Regions from separate parts of the Mus musculus genome. Here all the other regions are linked to region 3. Evidence: chromatin contacts called from public HiChIP or PLAC-seq data. All regions are on one chromosome and are shown on one strand. The core of a region is the stretch at or near the end of the contact, and the rest is flanking DNA. Distances in the headings are between cores, read along the strand shown.

Region 1 (3,176 bases), core at 271-2,770, 360 kb after region 3:
GCGGCATCTCCCGTCAGGTTTCCACCTGGGAGTATACAGTTCAGGACAGGACAATGAGCGGTTGGAAAGGCGCAGCTGGAGGCTCCTGAGGGTCACGGGACAAAGCAGTGGCCAATGAACCTGCAGTCCACCCAGCAGCGTGGTACAGAGCATCCAGCTAGCTTCCCAGCAGCCCATAACATCTGCCACGCCCCACTAACTCACCCCCACCCCCACCCCCAGGCTTTTAAATCCCAACTGCAACCATTCGGTTTATCACAGCATCTTAGCTCTCCCAAATAGCACGCTGTGAACGAACCTCTCCTCCTGTACCAATAAAGCTATTGATAAAACTATTGTTATCTTTCTTGTCCCTGGAATTCGGGCTAAACACCTACAGCATGGAGAACCACAGGAAGGCAGGCCACAAGAAGCCCAGGGCAAGTATGAAGACTGACTACACAGCTCCCTCAGGGCTCCTGAAGGGGCCTCAGGCGGAATGCCCTAATGGGGAGAGGTACTGAGAGCAGGTATGGAGGATCAACGGCAGCAGGGGAACCCCCTAGGTATAGTGACTCCAGGATGAGGTGACATGCACAAAACATATGCCATCTCTGAGAGCAATTCTCAGATAATCACTGGTCTCGGCTCACTGTTCAGCCCAGCGCAAACAGGACTGTCCTCTGCCGGGAAACGTTAAGACAGTCACTTGTGACTTTCTCCTTGTATCCTGCTAACTCCAGGAGGGACATCGACTCACCCTCTAGGCCTCGAGCCCCCCCCCCAATGCAGCTCCTCTTCTGGCCTCTATGGGCACTGCACACACGTGGTGCACATACATACATGCAGGCAAACACATATACACATAAAATAAAAAGAAATAAACTTTAAAGGGGGTGGGGGTGGTGCTGAGTGACCTCCTCAAGCACCATCCAAACTGAGGTCTGAGGTCCCCTCCACAGCTGCCTCTCCGAATTATAGCATTCAGGCCAGGCAGCCCGAGAGGAATCTGGAATTCAGTACTGCAACAGGGCCTGGGACTATAAGAGGGAATAACAGCTACTCCTCTGCCTAGGAGACACCCAAGGGGAGAAAAGCATCTGTGATTCTACGTGGAGACTTAAAACCCAGGTTCAAATCCATCCTCACCTAGGGCCCCTGAGGACCCCCAAGGTGTCCGATGAAACAGAAATCACATACAGCAAAGTCGGGGAAGCCAGCACCCCTCAAGCTACGGCTGGAGAATGTGAACAATCTCCAAGAGGCAAGATCAACTTGATACTGCCCATGGGCCGTTGTCTGCCCTGCTGAGGGGCCAGACCCACGGTACACACCACGCGTGGGCATTCAAACTTCATCTGCATAAAGAGTTTCCCAATAAACCGAAGCTCACTGACGCCCACTTGGAATAACAATGACCATGTAAGCTGTGAAGTATTGTTTATAACTCGTAATCTGCTGACTCCTCTCCATGTTTGTTTATAGTCCTCTGGCAGTGCTCCAGGCTGAGAAAATGGCAAGGCTGATGTACTGGCTGGTTTGGGGTGTCAACTAGACACAGGCTGGACTTATCACAGAGAAAGGAGCTTCAGTTGGGGAGACGCCTTCAAGAGATCCAACTGTAAGGCATTTTCTCAATTAGTGATCAAAGGGGAAAGGCCCCTTGTGGGTGGGACCATCTCTGGGCTGGTTGTCTTGGGTTCTATAAGAGAGCAAGCCAGGGGAGGCAAGCCAATAAAGAACATCCCTCCATGGCCTCTGCATCAGCTCCTGCTTTCTGACCTGCTTGAATTCCAGTCCTGCATCCTTTGGTGATCAACAGCAGTATGGAAATGTAAGCCGAATAAACCCTTTCCTCCCCAACTGCTTCTTGGTCATGATGTTTGTGCAGGAATAGAAACCCTGACTAAGACAGCTGAGATCACCCCACAAACGGGACCATAGGTCTCTCTTTACCCAATGGGCCCTGAGCAGCTTGGTTTGGGGAGTGAATGTCTGCAGTGCCCACTCTCAGACCCAAGAGGCATAGGCAGGCATCTGGTGGGAGTCCCCCAAGGGCTCAGGATAAGGACACTGAAGGCTCCTGAGGCCAGGGCTTTTTGACTGCTTTTAGTGAGCCCCCACCTCTATCATAGCCACCTGCCACCAACATATAAGGAGCTAGGTCCAAGGTCCACCCTTTGGGGAGGCCAAGGCTGTGCCTCTCTGGCTGCCAGGCAGCCTGACCTAGCACAGTGGAGGTGGGAGGCAGTGTGATAAGGGACACGGTGTAATGTCACCGCAACAGTATCTGTATGTCATCAGGCAGCGCCTGCCAGAAGACAGAAACAATGGCGTTCCCAGCTCCTTCTCAGGACAGACTGACTCCATGGTCCATCCTCCCTAGGTCAGAGGTCAGCCAAACCTCTGCAAGAGAGTCTGTGCTCAGATCAGCCGCATCCCGGGCCTCAGCTCATACCTCAGCCTTGCAAGAAGAAGCGTTTCTGAATGAACTTCCTGCCTCACCCACCTCACTGAGTCATCCCCTTCCCCCCACACACACACCCCCACAGCATGTTACAGCAAGAAAACCCCGGAGGCTCCCCCTCACCCAGGGAGTGTTGCCTGCGCCCTAGCAATCCTGCCCTCAGACTCGGGGGTGGACACCCTAGACCTACTCCAAGCCTCCTGGCATCTACTCTAAACCCCACATCTGCCCAGGCGGCTGGCTCTGTCCTGAGCCCCACCCTCCCCAACTTCGGTAGCCTTTCAAGATAGCGCCCACTTAGCTGCTGCTCTGGATGATACTAGGAGGGCAGGTCCAAGGACAGGTTCCTGACACACAAGATGGGCAGAGAACTGTTTTATTTTGCCAGTCAATCCTCTGGCCAGACAGTGATACAAACTCCCAGGCCTCTGCCTAGCCACTGTTGGCCTTCACCTGAACCTCAGTAGGGGGCTGGGCAGCTAGGACCACACACTGCTGGTCCCAGAGTTTATTCTGGCAGATATTCCCAAATCATATCGCCGTGGGTGCATCACTGAGATAAGAAACATGTTCATCCCAAGCACAAACTCTATTATGTCTTTAGATAGAACATAAGAAAGCTAGGTCGGTTGTGGTTCCTGGTAACAACAGGTCTGGAAGGGCTAAACCCTGGGCCCAGGATGGTAGCTGAGGGGTGTAGACCATCCAGAGCTGGAAGCCTAGTGGAGAA
Region 2 (3,466 bases), core at 393-2,892, 460 kb after region 3:
GCTCCATTGTTGCTGGCCTGGCAGGACGCCTTGGGCAATGACAATTGATTGTCATGGGAGTGTTCCAATCAGGAACCACCATCCATCTCTGTGACCTCCATGTGGACTCATAACCTGCCCCACAGGCACAGTATCAGCTCCCAGTTCCATGAGAGGATATCATCCAATCCCCTGCTTCTGGGTGGCAATGTTGGAGGCCCTGTGTTTGTACCGGGGAGAGAAGGCATTGGGCCAGTGGCCATCTCTCTGCTGCTCCCAGTGGTCCCCCGTGGGAGGCCTCCTGTAGCAGAGACACTGTGCAGTGGTATGCGGAGTGTGTTGTACAGACCCGAGGGGGCAGTGCAATCGCCTGTCTACGTTGGCATACACCAACTGGGTCTTATGGGAGGGAGAGAAGTCGGCTGCTGCCTCTATCTGTATGGCCGCAGAGCCTGGCAGCTGTAGGGGGCTCAGTATACATCTGGGTGGGTGGCTGGATGACTCAGCAAATTGCTAGCTATACCAGCCAGCGGTGAGCACATAGATACTAGTATGAGTGGATAGATGGTCGGAGTGCTACCCTGCTCCCAGGCATGCCTCTCTGCACATCCTTGGGGGTCTTACTAGGCCCCACCCAAAGACATTCTCCAGCCGTAATCCTCCTTTGTTTTATATCTGGTGTTTGGTCCCAGGCAGGGTGTCTCCTAACCAATCTTTACTCCCTAGAGTGTGTATTGAATATGAATCTCTGGGGCTCACTTCACCTTGGTGGTGGTAGGGTGTTCCTGCCTGCCCTCCTGCCCGTACTAAGCAGGTACCGGGTGTCTGGCTGTGAGCTTGATGCTTTGAGAAAGTATGGCTGCTGGTGCATGGCTGGAGGGACGTGTCCAGAAGATAGGGAGTGGATAGAGCAGACACCGAGAAAAATAGTATGTATGGGTTTGTTTTTGTTTTTGTTTGTTTGTTTGTTTTTTGTTTTTTGTTTTTTGTTTTTGGAGACAGGGTTTCTCAGTGTAGCCCTGGCTGTCCTGGAACTCACTGTGTAGAACAGGCTGGCCTTGAACTCAGAAATCTGCCTGCCTCTGCCTCCCATGTGCTGGGATTAAAGGCGTGTATATGGTATTTTGCCTACATGTATAATATATTCATGCACCACATGTGTGCCTGGTGCCCATGAGGCCTGAAGAGGGCACTGGATCCCTGAAACTGGAGTTATAGACAGCTGTGAGCCACCATGTGTTTGCTGGGACTTGAACCTAGATCCTCTGGAGAAATAGCCAGTGCTCTTATCTAGACCCCGACTCATACTGAAGAGCCATGTTGGGCCTGAAAAGCCCTCCATTCTGGGCAGTAGTTCTGTCTGGAATCTCATTTCTTTTTCTTCTTTCTTTTCCTGCCCCCTTCCTTCCTTCCTTCCTTCCTTCCTTCCTTCCTTCCTTCCTTCCTTCCTGTCTGTCTATCTATTTGCACACAAATCTCAGGACACCGCCCTCATCCCATAACTGACTTCCTAAACCCAGAATACCAAGCCCAAGCCGCAGCCTGTCATATTAGAATGCTGAACGTCCAGAACTTGGCCGCCCGCTACCTGATTGTGAGGAGCATTCAGCCTGGTGTTGACAGTTCATCATGCTGTAAATGTCACTTCTGTGCAGAGCAGTGGATAACATGGCGATAAGTGAGCCCTAGGAGAGCACACACAGGCTGTGGGGGGACATGGAGGGGACAGCACCCTTTGAGTGGAGTGGCCAGGGAGGAGCATCACACCGTGCCCTTCCCTAGGGATGAAGGTGAACAGATACCCTGAACTCAGTACACTGGGGAGAGCAAGGCATTGTCTTTTAGAAAGATCCTTAAGGATAACAGGAAGGGAAACTGGCCTGGTAAAAACCTGTTCAGGTGCCCAGTTGTGCAGCCCAGCCTGGCCGGGGACAGCTTTCTTTTCCCCTCCCGGTGGCTTCTGTGTGTGTATGTGCTCTAGCTGGGTGGGGAGAAATTTTATTTAAAGCTTATCATTTGATTCTGCCCCCCTCCCCCTCTGGCTAGGCCTGTTGCATCTTGTGCCAAAGGGATTCCTGCTTGAGAGATCTGCTTTTACAAATTTAAAAATAGCTTTGAAGTTGTTTTCTTTCCCTGTGGGCCGGGAGCCATGGAGGCTGCGCTGCCTGGGCAGACCATGCCTGTGGGCTGAATTATCTCCTCTGCGCCCCCTGAATCATCGTACTGAGGAGGGAGGAATGGGTGTCTTGGGGATCGAGGGTCCATGAATTACCTGCCCTTCACCTTCCAGAACCTTGGAGAAGCTAAAGCCTGGAGCAGGTGGGTGAGCAGGTGGCCTAACTGTACCAGTCTCCCACAGCTTCTGCCATGTGTGTTCTGTGAGGAATCCTTTGCTGTACCAGGTCCCTCTGGCTTCAGGGGCTCCCGCTCTCGAGTTCCTTTTGCCTCTTTGCTTTGGAGCTATCTGGCAGTCTCCAAATGGGGTTTGGGTATAAGGACCAGAATCTCTTTCTTCTTAAGGTGCCCCAAGGTCACTCTCATAGGTGACCTAGTATTCTCAGACCTATGCAGATGTAAGGTATACCTAGACACAGAAATATCCCCCCTGGCTTTCTCTCCACCACATTCATTTTGCTGCCTCAACAGCTCCTTTGTGGGTAGGGAGGGGGTAGACCTTGTCCCTCGGGGACTGTCTTGGCTCCCTCTGGTGCTGCTGTGCACCTGAGTCATCTCACTTATCTTCCTCGTAGTTGGTTTGCTGGTCTGCTTAAATGAATAATAACACAGTGACAACATGGGTGTCGTGTGAGCAGCAGCCTTGAATGGAGCTTCTAAATTGTGATATCGAACTTTTCTTTCGAGGTACACCCTGGAGACTTAGTTTCGGGGACCAACTCATCTTCAGTGGACATCCCCACCCCTCTGGCCTTCTACAGGGGCTCTGTGGCCATCCCTGCTGTGTAACCAGGCCAGCTGAGTGCCTAGAGTCAGTTATGGCTGGCACTGGGCCTTGTAAAAACCCTGGCTTAGGAGCTGTGCCACACCATTAGTGGCATGTGATACATAGCTTCATAGCTCTGCAGTATTGGCTCTGTGGTCTAACGGGCTAGGCTAGGGCTTTTGCCTAAATCCTCACTTGTAACTTAGACACACACAGGCCCCAGATGGCCTCCTCGCTTGACTGAGCCTGTAAGAAACCCCGTGTGGAAACAGGGCTCTGAGCTTGTATCTGTCTCTGTCCTCAGACTGAGGGCACAGGAGAGCAGGTGTCTTTCTGCTGCGCAGCTAAGGCTTGTGTGAGCATATTATAGGATGGCACACCTGTTGCCTCTGGCAATGGACTGTTCATTGGTTCCTTTTTCAAAAAACTACTGGGTTTTGAGGAAGTCTATGTAAGCATTCATTGCTTGGGCTGCCTCAGTGGGTTGATGGGGAGTCCTGCTTCTGTGTTGGGGGACATAATTGGAGGTGATAAGAGAGTGAAGTG
Region 3 (3,064 bases), core at 212-2,711:
GTGACCCTATTTTGGGGCAACTGATCATTGTATATCTAGATTTGCCTATCTGCAACTGGACGGACGTAGTAGATAGACCACCCCAGAGCTTCCCACCCCTCCAGGAGGCCCTTGCCCAAGGACAATCTGTACATACTCAAGGGCAATGGGTGTCCATGGCCATAGCAGTCAGGTCAACTTCATAGCAAACTGATTGCTGTTTGGGTCCTCCAAACTTGTTTTTTTTTTGGGGGGGGGCAAGCTTCCTGCTGGAGGTTTCCCTGACCCCACTGTCACTCATCTCAAAAATTAATGCCCATAGACCTCAAGAAGGCCTCTTGGTCAGCCAGAAACTATACTATATTGTCTCAACCCTAAGGGGGCACACATTTTACAGATGTGCAAACTGAGGTTAAGGAAGGCCAGATAACTTACCTCAAGTCAAACAGCTGGCAAGGTCAGGACTGACTTGCAGTGATGGCTGGGCCCAACCCCAGGGCTGTGACCTTTGGGTATATAGTCTTCCCTCTCTCACTTAGCCCACAGCCCTAGACTCCATCCAGAAGGGCCACAGGCCTCCTGTCTCATTGGCAACCAGGCTGCCTGCTCTCACGGCCAGACTCTGGAGCAGCTTCTGGGTTTGGAAGGGACCTGTGTGTGTTTTGGGGGTCGGTGAACGGAGCCCCATTGCAGCGATGTGCACGGAGAAGGCTGTCTCAGCCTGAAGTGTCCCACTGGGTATCTTGGACATAGCAGATTTTGTGTGTGTGTGTGTGTGTGTGTGTGTGAGCTATATTGGAATATCAGAGAAACTTCCTGGGCAGCATCTGGAGTCAGGTGGCCCTGGACACAGGAAGGTGGCCAGTGTGGGCACCAGCAGGGTCCCTTTAAACCATCTGCAGCAGTGCCCCCTCTGGGCCTGGCATGGGAGGAGTTAAGCCGCCGTGGGCACCTTGGCACCGTAGCTCTGACCAGAATGTCCGGCTCCCCACCCCCACAGCTTTTCTTCCTTTTTGCCTTTTTCCTTCTTAATTAATCATACGCTGCTGCCCAATTTAAATATGGAAATACCCAGGCTGAGGCTCTGCAATTATTCATGAAGCCAGGCCTGCTGTCCAGGCTCTTGGGCTGCGGGGAGCATCATGGCTTCGCCTTCTTTCTGTGAAATTATGTGCACAAAGGCAGCTCCTTATCTGGGTGTGTGAACTAAATAAATAAATAAGGGCTTTTGTTTGTTTGCGGGCTCCTGCACATGACTGTTTTGACTAAATCACTCGTGTTGTCTGCGCCTTTATGGGACTCAGGAGACAGGGAGTGGGATGTTGGGGGTGGGGGTGGGGGGTGGCGAGGGCTGGAGGGGGGTTGGCCGCCGGGCACCTGGGGCTCGCTCCCTCCCTTGGCACCAGCTTCACTCCAGCATCCCCCTACACACACTCCGCTGGAAAGTTCGCCCTGCCCGGGCTGGGCTCCCAGGCAGCCTGGCACAGTGCCAGGCTCGCCTCAGAGCGCGGGCAGCAGGGTGGGGCAAGCGGCAGAGGCACGGAGGACGTGGCTGGGCGCCCCGGGCACGAGCAGGACCCGAGGCCAGGGGCCAGGGGCCCAGAAGGTGAGGGCACTCCGGATGGGAGTAGGGTGAGCCATGGGGGTGGGCAGGCAGTGCAACCTGGTTGGGAACAGGCCTCATGGGAGACGCTGGCTGGCGGAAGAACCATGGCAGTACCAGGCCGTCAGCATGCAGCGTGTCTTGCCCTCCCCAAGCCGGAGGTTGCAGCCTGTGTGTGTGGGGGGAGCGTGAATGCGTGTGCATGGGGCCTCTTGAGGAGCAGCAGCCACGGAGTGGAGCCTCCGCTGCAGGGCCAGCCGCCTTAGCCCAGCCCAAGAAGGCCAAGCTAGGCAGGCGGGGCCCAGGGCTGTCAAGGAGAAAAACATCCCAAGGCCTGCAAATTGCTGCTCTCAGCTCCCCCCCCCCTTCTCCTGCTGGGGGTGAAAAAAAAAAAAGCAGTGCTTCCTCTAGAGGCGGATGCAAACGGATGCAGAATTTTAACCATCTCCTGCATCAACCAGGCCTTCCCCAAGCAAAGTTTGCTGGGAACTAGGCAGAGGCACTATGGGAACGGGGTTGTGGGGAACCCACATGCCTTTTCTGTGAGATACTGGGAAGCCAAAGGCTTCTTCAGCATCCCTTCCAGAGCCAGGGTCTGGAGCACCCGCTGAGGGTGTGGATTTGGGGGGCATACTGTCTGGTTCCTGCACAGGCCTGGTGCATCATGGGTGGTGGCAGGGTGCCAGTCATTGGCCCTGTTATTACCAGGCCTGGGCTTTGCTCTTGGGGTTGAAGGTGTTGACCAGCTCCTCTTGGAAATCGGATGGAAAGTCGGAGGTCTCAGTTCCCACTGACTTGGGCCCTCGCTGGGATACTGGGTGTTTCTCCTGGCTGATTTGTGTGTATTAAAAATCCTCTGGAATGCTTGCTGGTGGCTGGTGGGGGCCTCCCCCATTGTCTATCTAGGGAGAAAGGGAATAAGTTCTAGGGAACGGTGGTCAGAGGAAAGTGATACCTGACTGGCAAGCTATAGGGATTACAGCTGCAAGTGTCAGGAGCTCCCAGGGTGGCTTGGGTCCCTCGTTTTTTTTTTTTTTTTTTCATTTCAACTCCTTCTAAAATTAAAAGAAAAAAAATGGATATGAAATAATGAACGTGTAATATTGAGGCCAGCCTGTGTTATGTCCATCTCCGGTGCGTCCATAAAACAGAAAAAAAATTTTTTAATAGTTATGCAGGAAGGGCCCCAGGAGGGCAACAGAGATTGGATAAGAGAGCAAGTCTTGTCTTTCCTGGGTCTGATGGTCTGATGTCTAGTTCTAGGGGGTACTTTGGGGGACCATCTGGAGCCTCTATGAATCTGGCTTCTCCGGTGGTTGGCAGGACAGGTCATGGAGAGGAGCCTGGTGGCCGTGTGTGTGTGTGTTTGTGTGTGTGTGTGTGCATATGTACATGCTCCTGTGCACCCATGTTCCCCAATATTTGAAGGTATAAGTTGCAATCCTCAATACAGGAAAATGCCACATTGAGGCAAGAGGCAGT

What was found. HiChIP or PLAC-seq counts read pairs in DNA pulled down with a chosen protein or histone mark.
Region 1: a contact with region 3 is called in an HNF4G HiChIP or PLAC-seq map of pancreatic cancer cells. The contact joins two enhancer-like sites. A contact is called at or near these places in 2 of 115 datasets of contacts at active chromatin or transcription factors (memory CD8 T cells and pancreatic cancer cells).
Region 2: an H3K27ac HiChIP or PLAC-seq map of heart atrium shows a contact between it and region 3, with 5 read pairs. The contact joins two enhancer-like sites. A contact is called at or near these places in 1 of 484 Hi-C or Micro-C datasets (the HL-1 cell line), 3 of 115 datasets of contacts at active chromatin or transcription factors (bone marrow-derived dendritic cells, heart atrium and memory CD8 T cells) and 1 of 9 other capture datasets (embryonic stem cells).

Annotation. Positions count from the first base shown.
Region 1 is chr15:86,013,746-86,016,921 of GRCm38.p6, forward strand. The region is part of intron 1 of Celsr1 (cadherin, EGF LAG seven-pass G-type receptor 1); the gene reads right to left. Among named protein-coding and RNA genes, the nearest start is that of Celsr1, 18 kb to the right of the region's middle. Within about 2 kb of position 1,521, at least 76 of the 459 cell types and tissues checked have an H3K27ac peak or open chromatin away from gene starts, as enhancers often do. A contact at or near this core is called in memory CD8 T cells and pancreatic cancer cells, where this site is marked.
Region 2 is chr15:86,107,804-86,111,269 of GRCm38.p6, forward strand. The region is part of intron 3 of Gramd4 (GRAM domain containing 4); the gene reads left to right. Among named protein-coding and RNA genes, the nearest start is that of Gm15722, 18 kb to the left of the region's middle. Within about 2 kb of position 1,643, at least 51 of the 459 cell types and tissues checked have an H3K27ac peak or open chromatin away from gene starts, as enhancers often do. A contact at or near this core is called in heart atrium, where this site is marked.
Region 3 is chr15:85,652,075-85,655,138 of GRCm38.p6, forward strand. No RefSeq gene overlaps it. Among named protein-coding and RNA genes, the nearest start is that of D130051D11Rik, 19 kb to the left of the region's middle. Within about 2 kb of position 1,462, at least 326 of the 459 cell types and tissues checked have an H3K27ac peak or open chromatin away from gene starts, as enhancers often do. A contact at or near this core is called in heart atrium, memory CD8 T cells and pancreatic cancer cells, where this site is marked.